Regions from separate parts of the Rattus norvegicus genome. Here all the other regions are linked to region 3. Evidence: chromatin contacts called from public Hi-C data. All regions are on one chromosome and are shown on one strand. Each heading gives the region's core, a stretch centred on a gene start, on an enhancer-like site or on the middle of the called end of the contact. The rest is flanking DNA. Distances are from core to core; before and after follow the strand shown.

Region 1 (4,750 bases), core at 1,290-3,789, 290 kb before region 3:
TCTTTACTTACTTGTTACTGTACCCATTCAGCCGACTACTATGGAGAGGCCATATTGTACCAGGCACTGTGGCAACTCAGAGGCTTCTTCCCCATGGAGTCATTCATTGTGCATGAAAGACACAAAGTGGGGCCAATGCTAGGACACCAAGGGCAGACACGGGAACCAGCTACAGACATCTGTGTCTCCTGTTTTGATTTTGAGGGGACATGGTAACTTGTGAGGCCAGGGACCAGACTGATGAAGGTGACACGGGTCCCCTCATTACACAGTGCCCTCAGATCTTAGGATACTACTGAATACATGCAGAACACGGGTTTAAAATTGCGTTTGGTTTGTTTTGTTTAAGTGCGCACTGACAAAGATTTGCTCCCAAGAGGAGATGGCAGCATTTAGTGTACAACAGTTAGGTTTGAAGGTTCAAGTCTCACAGCTTCCAGTTGCCAGTGGATCCTAACAATGTTAGGTCTTCAGCATGGAGCTAACCACCTCATCTCTCCACGTTTGGTCAGAGAAACACAGGGAAGCAACTTGTTTGACATCTCTGTCCTCAGATCTAGTCTGTACATCGGATCCCAAGTAGCCATTTTGATAAGTCCATGGTGACATGTACTTGGTTGGTGACATGACAAGGGGTGGGACACCAGATATGAATATCATGATGGCCTTGGAGCCTCTTCCCCATGACAGGGGATACAAATACCTGTTCTCCATCAACAGGGGTCAGGAAATTACCCAGCAAAAGCTAAGCATGTGCAAGCCTTCCTCGATGTGAACTTTAAAGAAGTTGTATTTTGGTTTTTGTGTGTGGTTTCAAGTGAATGCAAGTCCCCAGGCAGGTTAGAGGATGGAGTCAGGGTCTTTGGAACTGAAGTTACAGGCTGGTAGGAGCCACCTGCTGTAGATACTGAGAACCCAATTTGGGTCCTCTCCAAAAGAAGTGTGGGCTCTCACCCGCTGAGCCATCTATCCGGGCCCTTGCTATGGGTTTGTAGGAAGCAAGCATCGAGGCTTACAATCAGATAAGTTACTCTGCAGTGACTCCAAGCCCTACTTCCCGGGTACACCCCCAGGTTACTTGTCTTGGCTCTAAGCCAGCCATTTGACACCTGAGTCTTTAGCTGTCAGAACAGTAGGTGAAGGCCTGCTCTCCCTAGATAAGTCCGTGTGGTGAAAATGCCCTTGTCTGGCTTATCAGTTTCATCTTATAAATGTGTTTCCATGAGTCAGAACAGCCATCCTGTGGTAGCAGCAATGCTTGCTGTCCCACAGAAGGGCCAAGCGTGGACGCACTCAATTCACCTCAGGCAACAGGGCAAAGTGGTTAAGCACATGGAAGTGGTTTCCTGCCACCTGTGTGTCAGGGATCAGTTAAAAAATAAATGTCCCCAGACCCTTTTTTTTTTCTCAATTAGAAAAATGCAGATAAGAGTCCTCCCTGGAGGGTGTAGTAGGACACACATCCAGTTCCAGCCAGCTGGGAAGGCTGAGGTGGGAGGGACTCAGGAGTCTGAGATCAGCCTGGGCAATCCATCAAATTAAGAATCACGAAAGCAATAGCCTTCAAGATTGCAGGGCGGGGATAGATAAAAACTAGACGTTAGGAGTCAACAGTGGGCTTGACCTGAAAGCGTTTGGAGAAAATCTCTTTAAAAGGCAGTGATAGCTGGGCAGACACCACCGGGTGGTGGTGTGGACTTGGGGAATCTCAGAGTTTGAGGCCAGCCTGGTCTACAGAGAGAGTTCCAGGACAACCAGGGATACACAGAGAATCCCTGTGTCAAGGGATCAGAATATAAATAGATAGACAAATAGACAGACAGACAGATAGCAATGACTGGGGCCAGGAAATAGCTCTGTGGTTAACAGCACTGGCTGTTCTTGCAGAAGACGGGATTTGATTCCCAGCACCCACATGGCAGCTCATGACCATCTGTGACTCTGGTTCCACAGGACCCAAAAACACCTCTGGGCTCTGTGGGCACCAGGTACGCCATTTGGTGTGGATACCTACATTGTAGGTAAAATACTCCAGCACACAAAATATCTTATTTTTAAGAGACAGTGATGGCTGGAGAGATGGCTCAGTTGGTAAAGTGAGCCTGATACCCCAACAACCCATGCAAAGTGGTGGGGATGTGGCGATGCAAACCGTTAACCCTATAACTGCTAAAGCAACAGGACCCCTGAGGCCTGCTGACTCTAAATTCAGTGAGAGACCCTGCCTCAAAAAATACTAGGTGGAGAGTTACTGAAGAACCCCCCAATGCTGACCTTTACACTCAGAGGCACTCGTGTGCACACCCACTTCCCCCTCCCTCACCCTCCACATAGCAGCTCTTTGGATTTTAAATGATTGATCTGCAAAAATGTAGGTTTCTTCCTCTGATGAACACAGAACAAAACAGTGAATCACTCCACAGGCTTCATACTTCAGCATGCTTTTGTTTATGAAGATAATGGCTACCCCTTACTTGCCTCCCTGCTTGGCCTCATGTGGCCTTTGAGTGACTGAGCATTCTTGAAAGAGAGGCTGGGTTGTTGCCACAGAGGATGCCAGGCAGATGATACCAGCCAGTCATTACCATTTGCTACAATAGCCCGGGGCGTTTAACCAGAGGGCGTTTTGACTCCACAGAGAAAGCTCGCCTTTCTCCTGAGTGTCTTGTGAAATACTGGAGGTGTTTGGAAATGCGCCAGGAGCACTTCCATTCCTCCCTGACTAACCAGTCAGCCTCAGACAAGCAGTTTCTGCACCACCTGCCTCAAGAGTGATCCAAATGCTGGCACCCCTGAAATCATTTTCCTGATCTCTTATCTCAAGTAACTAAGAATTTCCTGTCAACTATGTGGCGTGGAGGCCTAAGCTCTGTGGAACAAACACTCGAGGGAGTGGAGCATTCAAACACAGCTTCTGGGTTTGTAGCAGCATGGGGTGTTCAGCACTTCTCCTTCAAGGTTTCAAGACAAGCACAGACATTGTCCCCATTTCTTTTCTGGTCTATTAAGTCTCAGGTACTAGCCATGTTCTAAGGACAAGTGGTTTATAGAAGGAATGTGGTCTGGCTTTCACTCTTGGGGAAGTTGCCACCAGTTTAGAAGAACTGTGTCCCAGGTGGGAAAAGTGACAACATAGGGGTACTGTGGAGAGGAAATGGGGATCCATGGAGTAGCTGCACTTCCGGGCCTGGCTCACCCCTCAGCTTTGACCTACATCCACCCCACCCTACCCCACTCCCCCAAGACCCCCTAGAGATCCCTGTGTGGCACCATAGTCTGAGATGTTTGCTCTTCTCAGTCCTGGCTGTTATGCCCAGGTCTACCCCCCCCATACACACACACCACCCCTCCACACATACACCACATACACACATACACCACCACCACCACACACACATACACACCCACCACACACCTACACACACCACCACCACCACCACACACATACACACATACACCACCACCACCACACACACATACACACCCACCACACACACACACACACACACCACCACCACCACCACCACCACACTTTTACTCTTTCCAGCAGAGGCAAACACAGAAAGACCCTGTGACTTGCTGGGATTTTTTTCTCACTGGGTTTGGTGGGAAAATCCCCCCTCACCTTGGTGACTTATGCAAAAGAGGATGTAGTGAATACTTCCTTTCAAAAATAAGAATAGCTATGGGATCACAGCTACTTACCTTACCTTAGCTGGGATGCATGCTTTCAATTTTGATTATTTAAAGACCCCTGGAGAAGAGCTTTCTCAAACCACCCTTCAGTCTTGGCAACCAAATTACACCAGTTCACATGTAAGGTAAGGAATCCACAAAGATCCTTTGGGCTGTTCACCCACCCAGCTAGGAAGCAGCAGAGTTAGGATTCGTGATCAGAAGCAGAAGTCAGGGCCACTCAGCATCTTGCCTCGCAGCAAGAACTGATAACTTCTGTTCATAAACTGTCATACAGGTATTGGATATTTATAGACAATGGGGGCTCAGAGGGGGCAAATCACAAAAGTCTTACTTCAGACCTCTGGAAAGACTGAAAAAATAAAACAATAGCTGTGTTCTTCAGCAGTGAGTTCGGGTACAGTAACTATAGCAACACGGGACAGCAGAGCTTCAGACAGACCCATCTCTGTGAGTCACCCAGCCATTCCCTTGATTCGATGCTAGTTTTGCTGGTTAAAACTGGCTGTTAGCACCAGGCATGCTGCTAGCCTCATGCAAGAGAGGGGAGGGGAGGGGAGGGGAAGAGAGGGGAGGGGAGGGGAGGGGAAGAGAGGGGAGGGGAGGGGAGGGGAGGGGAAGAGAGGGGAGGGGAGGGGAGGGGAAGAGAGGGGAGGGGAGGGGAAGAGAGGGGAGGGGAGGGGAGAGGAGAGGAGAGGAGAGGAGAGGAGGAAAGGAGAGGAGAGGAGGAAAGGAGAGGAGAGGAGAGGAGGAAAGGAGAGGAGAGGAGAGGAGAGGAGAGGAGAGGAGAGGAGAGGAGAGGAGAGGAGAGGAGAGGAGAGGAGAGGAGAGGAGAGGAGAGGAGAGGAGAGGAGAAAATGTCCACATGTGTGATTGATTGGCTAGAACTTAGCCACACGTCCATGCTCAGCTCCAAAGGAGACATTGAATTTTACTTTATAACTGAGCAACTTTTAAGAGAAGGAAAACAATGCTCACTTCCTAAGGAAGTGAGGGTATTTTGGGACAATCCGCAGCCTGTCATAAAATGTAGCAAGAAAGGCTCAGGACCTGC
Region 2 (4,354 bases), core at 1,734-4,233, 360 kb before region 3:
TCTGAACAGCCCTTCAGTCTGTCATGTTTTCTCACATTCTTTTGAAATTCCTTATTTCCCAACAAGGGGGGGGGGAGCAGGTGTCACTCAGGCAAGCACTTTCTGTGACTCTCCTAACAGCACACAGTCACCTTTCCTGTCCTCTCGAGCTCCTGGGTTGGAAGGTGAGCACTGCCGAGCAACTGAAAGCCTCGCCTAGTTCTTGTCCATTGGCATGGAGGGAAGGCCATTTGTGTGTGAGGACCACGCACTTCAGGGCATGCGTGCTGTAACTCTAACTGCATTTGGAAGGAATTGCTTTTCAGATGTCAGCAGAATTCCCTTTCTTTTCCCACTCCATTATTAAATACTTCTGTTGGGTCTTTATCCTCAAGGTCAAGATCTTGTTTTGTGGAGTGTTTTTGAGACAAGAATCTCAATACATAGCCCAGCTGGCCAGGAACTCACTCAGTCTCTACCTCTGGGATGCTGGGATTAAAGGTGTGCACCCCCTATGGTCCTTCCCCCATTAAAGGTGTGCACCCCCTATCTCCCTTCCCCCTGTTTATTAATGAGCACACAAAGACAAGGTGATGCCTCTGGCCTCAAGGAGCTTCCAGTTTCTAAGTGTGTGTGTGTGTGTGTGTGTGTGTGTGTGTGTGTGTGTGTGTGTGTCTGTTTGTGAGTATGTGTCTGTGTGTATGTGTGTGTGTCTGTTTGTGAGTGTGTCTGTGTGTATGTGTGTGTTTGTGTGTGTGTCTGTGAGTGTGTGTGTCTGTTTGTGAGTGTGTCTGTGTGTATGTGTGTGTGTTTGTGTGTGTGTCTGTGAGTGTGTGTGTCTGTTTGTGAATGTGCGTGTCTGTTTGTGAGTGTGTGTGTGTGTCTGTGTCTCTGTGTGTGTTGCCTATTTAAGTCCCATTACTGCTTCCAGGGACCCCTGGAGTGGCTCCTTACCTGGGCCTATCGTCTGTCCGGAAAACTTGCTTGCTCTTGCTTATGCCTTATGCAGTTGGAGCTGGTAGCCTTAAGAGGGCCATTTAGGACTGTCCTTCCTTTTAAGAGTGTGCCTTCCTTCTTGCCTGCTCATCTACATAAGTCCAGTGTCCCTCCAGATTCTGATCTTGTGTGGCATTCCAAAGGGCTAGGTGATGGAGACCACCATGGACCGTGGCCTCTCTCTGGGAGAGAATAGGGTAGAAGGTAGAGAGGGGAAACGTAAAAGAGGGGAAGGACTTCAGGGCTCTTGAATGATGAGATTAAACCTATAACATTTGGGGAGAGGAAGTATTTGTGACTTCCCTTCCTTTGTCTTGCTGAATCTGTTTCCCTTCACCAACACACGCATGGGAATGCTAGCTTAGCCAGTCACCTCAAATAACAAGAGCTGGGAGCTCTTCTCCTTGCCATGTATGTGACATCCACCTTCTTTTCCTCCCTCCCTTTCTCCTCAAAGACATAAGGAAGAATAGAACTGGTCAAGGCATTTTGGCATTTGGACTTTGCAGTTACCAAGAGAAGAAGCCAGGAAGCCATCAGCTTCTGTTAGGAACTCCAGACATACACTCATCGCACAACCTCATATTACCTGTTACATTGCGTTCAAATGAATTATGAAAATAAGTTATCCTTGTCGTTCGGGGTGCCATTTATGGACCCATCTGTCTCTGCCTCTCATAAATCTCCCATCCGGATGACCAGAGCACGGCAGAAGTTTCTGTCTGTGCTGGTAAGTTGCAGGCAACTGTTGTCACTGGCTGACCTTTGGTTATAAGTCCGTGGGAACCACAGCACAGGCTTCATAGATGGGGTGGAGTAGTTTGTTCTCCGGCGTGCTCTGTCTCAGGCTTAGAGGAAAGTGCTTAGAGCTTTGTTTCAGTCTGTGCTTTGCTATTTTGACCAAGTCGGCAGTGCTTTATCTCGTCCAAACAGAGATACAAGACACAGGACAACTGCTGATGGCTGACTCGGTTCTGTGCACTCAAAGAAGCGGTGTTACTTCTATGCATGGTCAGGAGTTAGAACATTATAAACTGCTTCCAGGCAGATGTGGTTGCAAAATAAAAAGATGAGTAATTTTTAATTACATTGCTTGCAAAAATAGGTGGAGTTATGGAAGTGCTCTAGAATGCAGGCTCTTAAAAGTTTGTTTTTTTTTAAAAAAAAAAAAGTGTGCATTTGAATTGGCTACCAATTCTCCAAGTATTTCTTTCAAGTATGTATTTCTTTCAAGAGATAAATTCCCAATCATTTCTTAATACTACCATGTTGGCAGGGCATGGAGACGTGTGTGTAGCACGAGTGAAGCCCCGGGTTCATCCAGCATCACACATGAGAGAAAGGGAGGGTATGTCATCAAACTGTACTTGAGTCAGTACCATATAAACAACTGCTGTGCACCGAGGAGTGTGATCCGTTCCTCAGAACAATTTGGCTCTCATGGTTTGCTGTGATGGGAGAGGTGTGGTGCTTAAAGCATCAGTTTAAAGATGAGAGAAATAGCCTGAGGTGCATCTCAGAGTCCTCCCTGCCAGGCTGGGGTAGACTGAGCCCAAGGCCATGAGTTTTGTTTGTTGGTCTTGGACTTTGCTGCCTGGAAATCTTGTTTGTCCTTTCTACCTGTTCTGTGTATGGGTTTTAGGCTTGCCCGAATTAGGAAATCTGGAGGATAGATATGTGCTGGTGCGCTGAGAGAAAGCCGGGGAACAGACAAACTTGCTTTGGAGGGCTTCTGCTGGCACCTAGCATATGCTCCCACAATACCTGCTGAAGACTGGCAATTACAAGCCCTAGTCAAAACTTCCAGTTAGTGCAAAGCAGATCTGGGAGGTCCAAGGTAAAGGAATTGCTCATCTCTAAGAAACCAGCTAACTTGATTCTTACTCAGCCTTCCTCCTGACACGGCAGACTAACGAGGTAATTCGAGGTAAAGGGAACGGTAAAAGTCGTATGCACTGGAAATAAGCCAGCGTCTCGTGTGCTTCCTCCCAGGTCAACATTGCACAAGAACACACCCCTCTTTCATAATTCTATGCATGAAGGGAGAGTTTCCATACTGGCTGAATGATCCTATCCTTAGCTGAGGTAAAATACCGCAGACAATCGAAAAACTTTTACTGGTTTGCCTCCCACTTTGCACTATTGATGGGTAGGTAGCATGTTGCTCTGGTAGAACACACTGACAGAAAGTAACTTGAGGAGAAAGGGGTTTGTTTCAGCTAATAGGTCACAGCCCCATCACTCAGGGAAGCCAAGGCAGGAAAGCCAAGTGAGAGGATCATAAAGGGCAGAACTGGAGCAAAGCCTGTGGAAGAATGCCTCTTACTGTCTTGCTTCCCTTCAGTTATCTTTCATATTTAGTCCAAGCCCACCTGCCTAAGGATGGCACCGCCCACAGTGGGCTGGGCCCGTCTACCTCAATTAGCAATCAAGAAAATGCCCTATAGATCCGCCGTGCACAGGTCAGTCTGATGGGGCAATTCCCCTGTTGAGGTTCCCTCATTCCCCATGTATTACGTTGACAATAAAACTAACCAGGGCATGTAGGAGCAGTCATTGGGATTTAAAAAAAAGAAAGGTTATACAGGAGTATAACTTAGTCCAGATGGAGAATGAATGACGAGAAGACACTTGTTTGCGTGAATCCCTTGAGGAATCAGTCAGTTAGACTGTAAGCATGCCCATTCTGCTGGTAAAGGCTTCAGGAAGACAGACCAGGGGCTCTTGGGAATCCAGATCTTAATACGCTGCTGCATCAGGCGTCTAGAAACCGCTGTTCACTCACCTCGGTAGCTCATGTCAGCTGTGCGGGGTAAAGATACGGCAAACACATCAGTCAGTAACTCTAATTGGTAATAGTTTATAGGTTGATGATTTCATTCAAGGATTTAAGAGCTGAGAAAACCCATTTGGAACACAGACACACACACACAAAAAAACCCTCAAAAACAAAAACAACAACAAAAACACCAGCAGACTAAATAGCAGTCTCTGATATCAGAATATAAGGTGTGTCCTAAGGTTGGCAGGTACCAAGTATCTCCATTAGTTCAAAATACGGCTGCCTGGAAAGTTTGTGCAACACAGGTTTGGTGCACGCAGTTCCCTGGGAGACATGAGAAGCCCTGGTTGCAACCATTAATACTGATGTGGTTTGGGTGTCAGCTCCTGTCTGTCCGGAGCTCGGAGAGATGAGACTGAATTGTTTAAGTGAAAGTTTTAGGTTAAACATACAAAGTAATGGATGTCATTGTGGCCTCTTCATATATTTCTGTCCTTGTCCTCTGCTTTCATTCATTCCTCTCCCTGCTTCCCTCCTCCATACCCTCTTCCCTCAGATTGCAATCTAGTTTACCAGAGGCCTGGGGGGTGGGGAGTG
Region 3 (4,797 bases), core at 2,243-4,742:
TCTGATGGTGTCGAGAGGGCCCTTCCATGGCGGCCATGCTGTGACGTTTGAACACGTTTGCTGTCTGCAATGAGAGTGTTGCAGCAGACAAGGAGGACTTCCTCGGCTCATTCTTGTAGAGGACTTCCCATAGGAACATGAGATCTGGAACTTCCCTTGTTTCTACACCTGCCTTTAGTTCAACTGGCCCTGAGGTGTGGACTGCCCTGCTCAGAGACTAGGATTCTGTGGGGGAGGCTGGGAGTTGGGCCGGCATCAAGTCTGCTGAGCATACTCTAAACCCAAACAGATGGGTTTTATCTGCCTTCTGTCATTTCCACACAAAATGTCCTTCAATAGAAGGATTCCATTGCTTTTTATAATAGTTGAAAATTTGCCTTGGATACCTCTCTTCAAAGCCTTTTTCTAACTTGATAAGACCCAGAAAAGAACATGAAGCTATGCCCTGGCCTAGAGGTCCAGAAGCCTACTCAGACCGATCCAAACTCCTCAGCTCTGAGACTGGCATGTCCTGAGAGGACTGTCTTCATTGTCCCCCCACTGAGGATGCGTGAACTCCACCCCAGGCTGTGGTCATAGCATAAATCATGGAAGGTCAACGCACTAAAGGAGCGTGAAGAGGCTCCAGTGAGGAAACCTCACCACACAACTGAGAAACCAGAGGTGCAGAGAGGGGGCCCTAGGGAGCATCAGGCTGGGGTAACTTCACCCACCCCAACTCCTCCACACCTATCTCCTGCCAGTTCTCAGGACTCATTGTCCCCCTGCCTCTGTGACTCACTCAGAATGAAAATGTTTTCTTCACAATGCTACCAGTGTTCCCCTGCAAGGCACCGGGCATCTGTTAGGGATCTGTGACCCCTGGAAAACTGCAGTAAATAAATGTCACCATCAATCATATAAGCAGCTGACTCAAAGAGCCTGGACTGGAAGAAAGAGGTGGCTCGCACTGCCTGTCTTAACTTCCAGAAAGTTCTCTCCCCCGCCTCCCCTTCTCTGACAGAACTCCCAGTCTCACTTCCTAAACAGAGCCTTCCAAACAGGCTCATTCCTCTCCCACCTTCAGAACAGCTGAGTCCTGCCATTGAGCGACAGAACACCTGCCTTCCTCCAAGTGCAGTCAAGAGAGCTCTGTCCCAGGCTGTGGCCAGAGCTAAGCAGAGAGCCCTGGCCAAGAGGCGACTACTTTTTAAACTGGTTGGCAGCAGAGGCTTAGCCAAGTGTGCATGCAGTCAGGGTGCTGAGTGGCCCCTGAAGGAACAAGAGCCCAGAGTGGGAGAGGAAGCCACGGAAAGGTCCTGTCTGGCTATAGGCTCTGCTTTGCTCCTTACACAAGTGACCACATGAATAAGATCCCTTTGTGGGCACATTAGGGGCTGAGCCTTCTGGCCACACCAGGATTTCCACAGGACTCCCTCTGTGACTTCCTAGATACCAAGGTCCTTCTCATCTCCCAGGGGCCTGTGTCAATTTTTCCTGCAGGCTGTGGTTGACATCTGTCCCCAGGTACCTTCTTAATCTCCCTGTCATCCACTGTTGCCCAGAACTGACAACTCCTAAATGGTTCCCTTCCCCCTGGATTTTCCCATTCCACTCTAATTTAAGCCACATTAATTCTCCAAATACTTATTTCCACACAGCCAAGTAGTTCCTTCCCCAAGGGCAATGACCATAGCTCTGTTACCACAGATGCTGCTCTTCATGGCACCCTATACACACACACACACACACACACACACACACACACACACACCACACACCACACACCCACACATACACACACACCACACACACACACACCACACACCACACACATACACACACCACACACACACCATATACATAGACATACACCACACACACCACACACACACACACACCACACACACACACACCACACACACACACACCACACACACACCATACACATACACATACACCACACACACACACACCACACACCATACACACACACATACACACACACCATATACATAGACATACACCACACACACCACACACACACACCACACACACACACACCATATACATAGACATACACCACACACACACACCACACACACACACCACACACACACACCATACACACACACATACACACACACCACACACACACCATACACGTACACCACACACACACCATACACACACACCACACACACACACCACACACACCACACACACACCATACACATACACATACACCCACCATACACACACCACACACACACCATACACATACACATACACCCACCATACACACACACCACACACCACACACACACACACCATACACACACACCATACACACACACCATACACACACACCATACACACACACATACACACACACCACACACACACCATACACATACACCACACACACACCATACACACACACCACATACACACACCACACACACCACACACACACCATACACATACACATACACCCACCATACACACACCACACACACACCATACACATACACATACACCCACCATACACACACACCACACACCACACACACACACCATACACACACATACCACACACACACACCATACACATACATACACACACACCATACACACACACACCACACACACCATATACATAGACATACACCACACACACCACACACACACACACCACACACACACACCACACACACACACTACACACACCACACACACACACCACACACACACACCATACACACACACACCACACACACCATACACACACACCACACATACACACACATACACACAACACACACACACACACACACACACACACACAGCTCTTGTATAAGCTGGAAAGCTGTGCCTCCCGACACCTAGAGATGTCTCACAGACCTCTCCCTGGCATTGTGCCTCTGTCCCCCCATTTCCCACCTGACACACCCTCCACCCCATCCTCTCCTTCCCACTAAGAGACCTGGCCCCCTTAATGTATACTCATTTGTCGTCTCTGCTGTCTCTGCACCCCCAGTGACCAGATGACAGGTAGATGTCAGCATCCCCATTCCTCTGGAGTAGAAACTTCCTACTGAGCTAAAAAGTTCTATCTCCCTCCTGTACAGCAATGAGTCCTCAGGCCAGCAGCATCCTCCGGCATTGTGCCTTCAATGAGAGGCAGAAGTACCAGGGTTCTGGGAAGCAGGAGGATAAAATAGGCAGAGAGGGACAGGGAGGGGAGGGGAGAGGGAGAGGGAGAAGGAGAGGGAGAGGGAGAGAGAGAGAAAACAGGCTACATTGGGGTGTCATTCACTCTTGATCCAAAAACCTGAGAAAAAGGCTTTCCAGTCAGCTAGGAAAAACAAACAAAGCCAGAATGGGGTCATCTGGAGGAAGAAGCCAGCCTAGCAGCTACCATACAATCAGAACCAAGTGGCCTCATGGATACAGCCCTGACACCATGCCGTGGAAACCTGAGGGGGCAGTGTTGCTGGTGTCCTGGGAGGAACTCTGTATTTCTATGTTATCGGCTGGGGGAGGCCTACAGCATTTGTTGGACTCTTCAGGCAAACACAGTGGCCAGATCTTCGAAACAGGACGCCTTTGTCCATGACTGACACCCTGGCCTAGAGCCCAGCTCTGCTTCAGGGGAGGATTTAGGTCACAAGAAAATGGGGGTGGGGTGGAGGGTGGCTGTAGCCTTAGAAATCTGTGTAAAAATTGGGGAGGCACTTCACCCCTTCCCAGGGTCACACCCTTGCCCTGTCTGACCTTACTTTGCATCACGCTGACTTTGAAGACACAGCATTGGATGGCCTCCTCAACCTCTTTTAAAAGCTATTTGGCAAATTCCCACCTGGCTGGAACCTCCCCCATCGATCTGTTACCTCTTTCTAGTCAGCTCAAATCATTGTGTAAAGCTTTCCCAACCTCCGTTCAGTATAAAGACCCGTGCAAACATGACCGGGAAGCCCCTGGAAGCCTCCAGTACACTGGAGAGTCACCAAGGACCACAAACTCGGACTGCTTTCCAAAGCCAGAGAGCATCTCAGACAAGGATGGTGCCCTGGCCTGCCGATGCTCCCCGGCTGTTTTGGCTTTAGAGAAAAGCTGCTGAAGATGTGAAAGCGGCTCTTGAAGAACGACCCAGTCACACCTGCTGTGATCTTTCCACTTCGGCTGCCCTTTCTAAACTGCTCCTTTTCACAGAGGTCAGCCCGAAGCCCTGCCTCCGAGGCCAGCCCTTATCCTCCGCGCATATTTAAAAGCGTTGGCAAACAGTTTTCCAACCCCTGTCTCTTAAGAGATGAGCTAACCGCTCACTCAGGCCTGGCGCTGAGCTAATGAACTGCGTGCCTTCCTGTTGGCTTTGCTCGCCATCTTCTGGACCGAAAGCAGTATTGCTACCAAGGAAGGGGCGGGCCCGGACGCTCCAGGGCTTCTTAGAGCAAACCCAAACACAGAAGACCAAGAGGAACTGTTCCTGAATACCAAGAGAGCAAGATTGAGCCTCGTTTTCTACCGCAGAGCTGTGCTCAACCACACACTTATTTTCTTTTGAGAAATCACTTCTGGAGCACCTGGCCTTACACTTTAACAAGCATGTGGCTGAACACCTACTATGTGCTAGTGGCCTGCTCGGACTGTGACAAGTAGTCACTAAAACACGTGTGCAAGTAAGCTGTGTCAGCACCCCTGAGCTGCAAGGAGCACGTGTCAAAGTCAGGGTTGAGCATAGTCTCTGCAGATTATTTTTACCGCCACTCTCGTGAACCCAGTATGAGAAAAGCAGGTTCCTCATGAGCTCCAGGG

What was found. Hi-C and Micro-C count contacts between places; a contact is called where the count stands out from the background.
Region 1: a contact with region 3 is called in a Hi-C map of Schwann cells, with 6 times the contacts expected there. The contact joins two enhancer-like sites. A contact is called at or near these places in 4 of 12 Hi-C or Micro-C datasets (the A7r5 cell line, Schwann cells, hepatocytes and 1 more) and 1 of 1 datasets of contacts at active chromatin or transcription factors (oligodendrocytes).
Region 2: a Hi-C map of liver shows a contact between it and region 3, with 6 times the contacts expected there. The contact joins two enhancer-like sites. A contact is called at or near these places in 9 of 12 Hi-C or Micro-C datasets (the A7r5 cell line, Schwann cells, frontal cortex and 5 more) and 1 of 1 datasets of contacts at active chromatin or transcription factors (oligodendrocytes).

Annotation. Positions count from the first base shown.
Region 1 is chr6:13,758,775-13,763,524 of GRCr8, reverse strand. The region is part of intron 11 of Prkce (protein kinase C, epsilon); the gene reads left to right. Among named protein-coding and RNA genes, the nearest start is that of Epas1, 140 kb to the right of the region's middle. Within about 2 kb of position 2,539, at least 16 of the 93 cell types and tissues checked have an H3K27ac peak or open chromatin away from gene starts, as enhancers often do. A contact at or near this core is called in Schwann cells, where this site is marked.
Region 2 is chr6:13,826,775-13,831,128 of GRCr8, reverse strand. The region is part of intron 10 of Prkce (protein kinase C, epsilon); the gene reads left to right. Among named protein-coding and RNA genes, the nearest start is that of Prkcel1, 100 kb to the left of the region's middle. Within about 2 kb of position 2,983, at least 3 of the 93 cell types and tissues checked have an H3K27ac peak or open chromatin away from gene starts, as enhancers often do. A contact at or near this core is called in liver, where this site is marked.
Region 3 is chr6:13,467,241-13,472,037 of GRCr8, reverse strand. No RefSeq gene overlaps it. Among named protein-coding and RNA genes, the nearest start is that of Tmem247, 15 kb to the right of the region's middle. Within about 2 kb of position 3,492, at least 47 of the 93 cell types and tissues checked have an H3K27ac peak or open chromatin away from gene starts, as enhancers often do. A contact at or near this core is called in Schwann cells and liver, where this site is marked.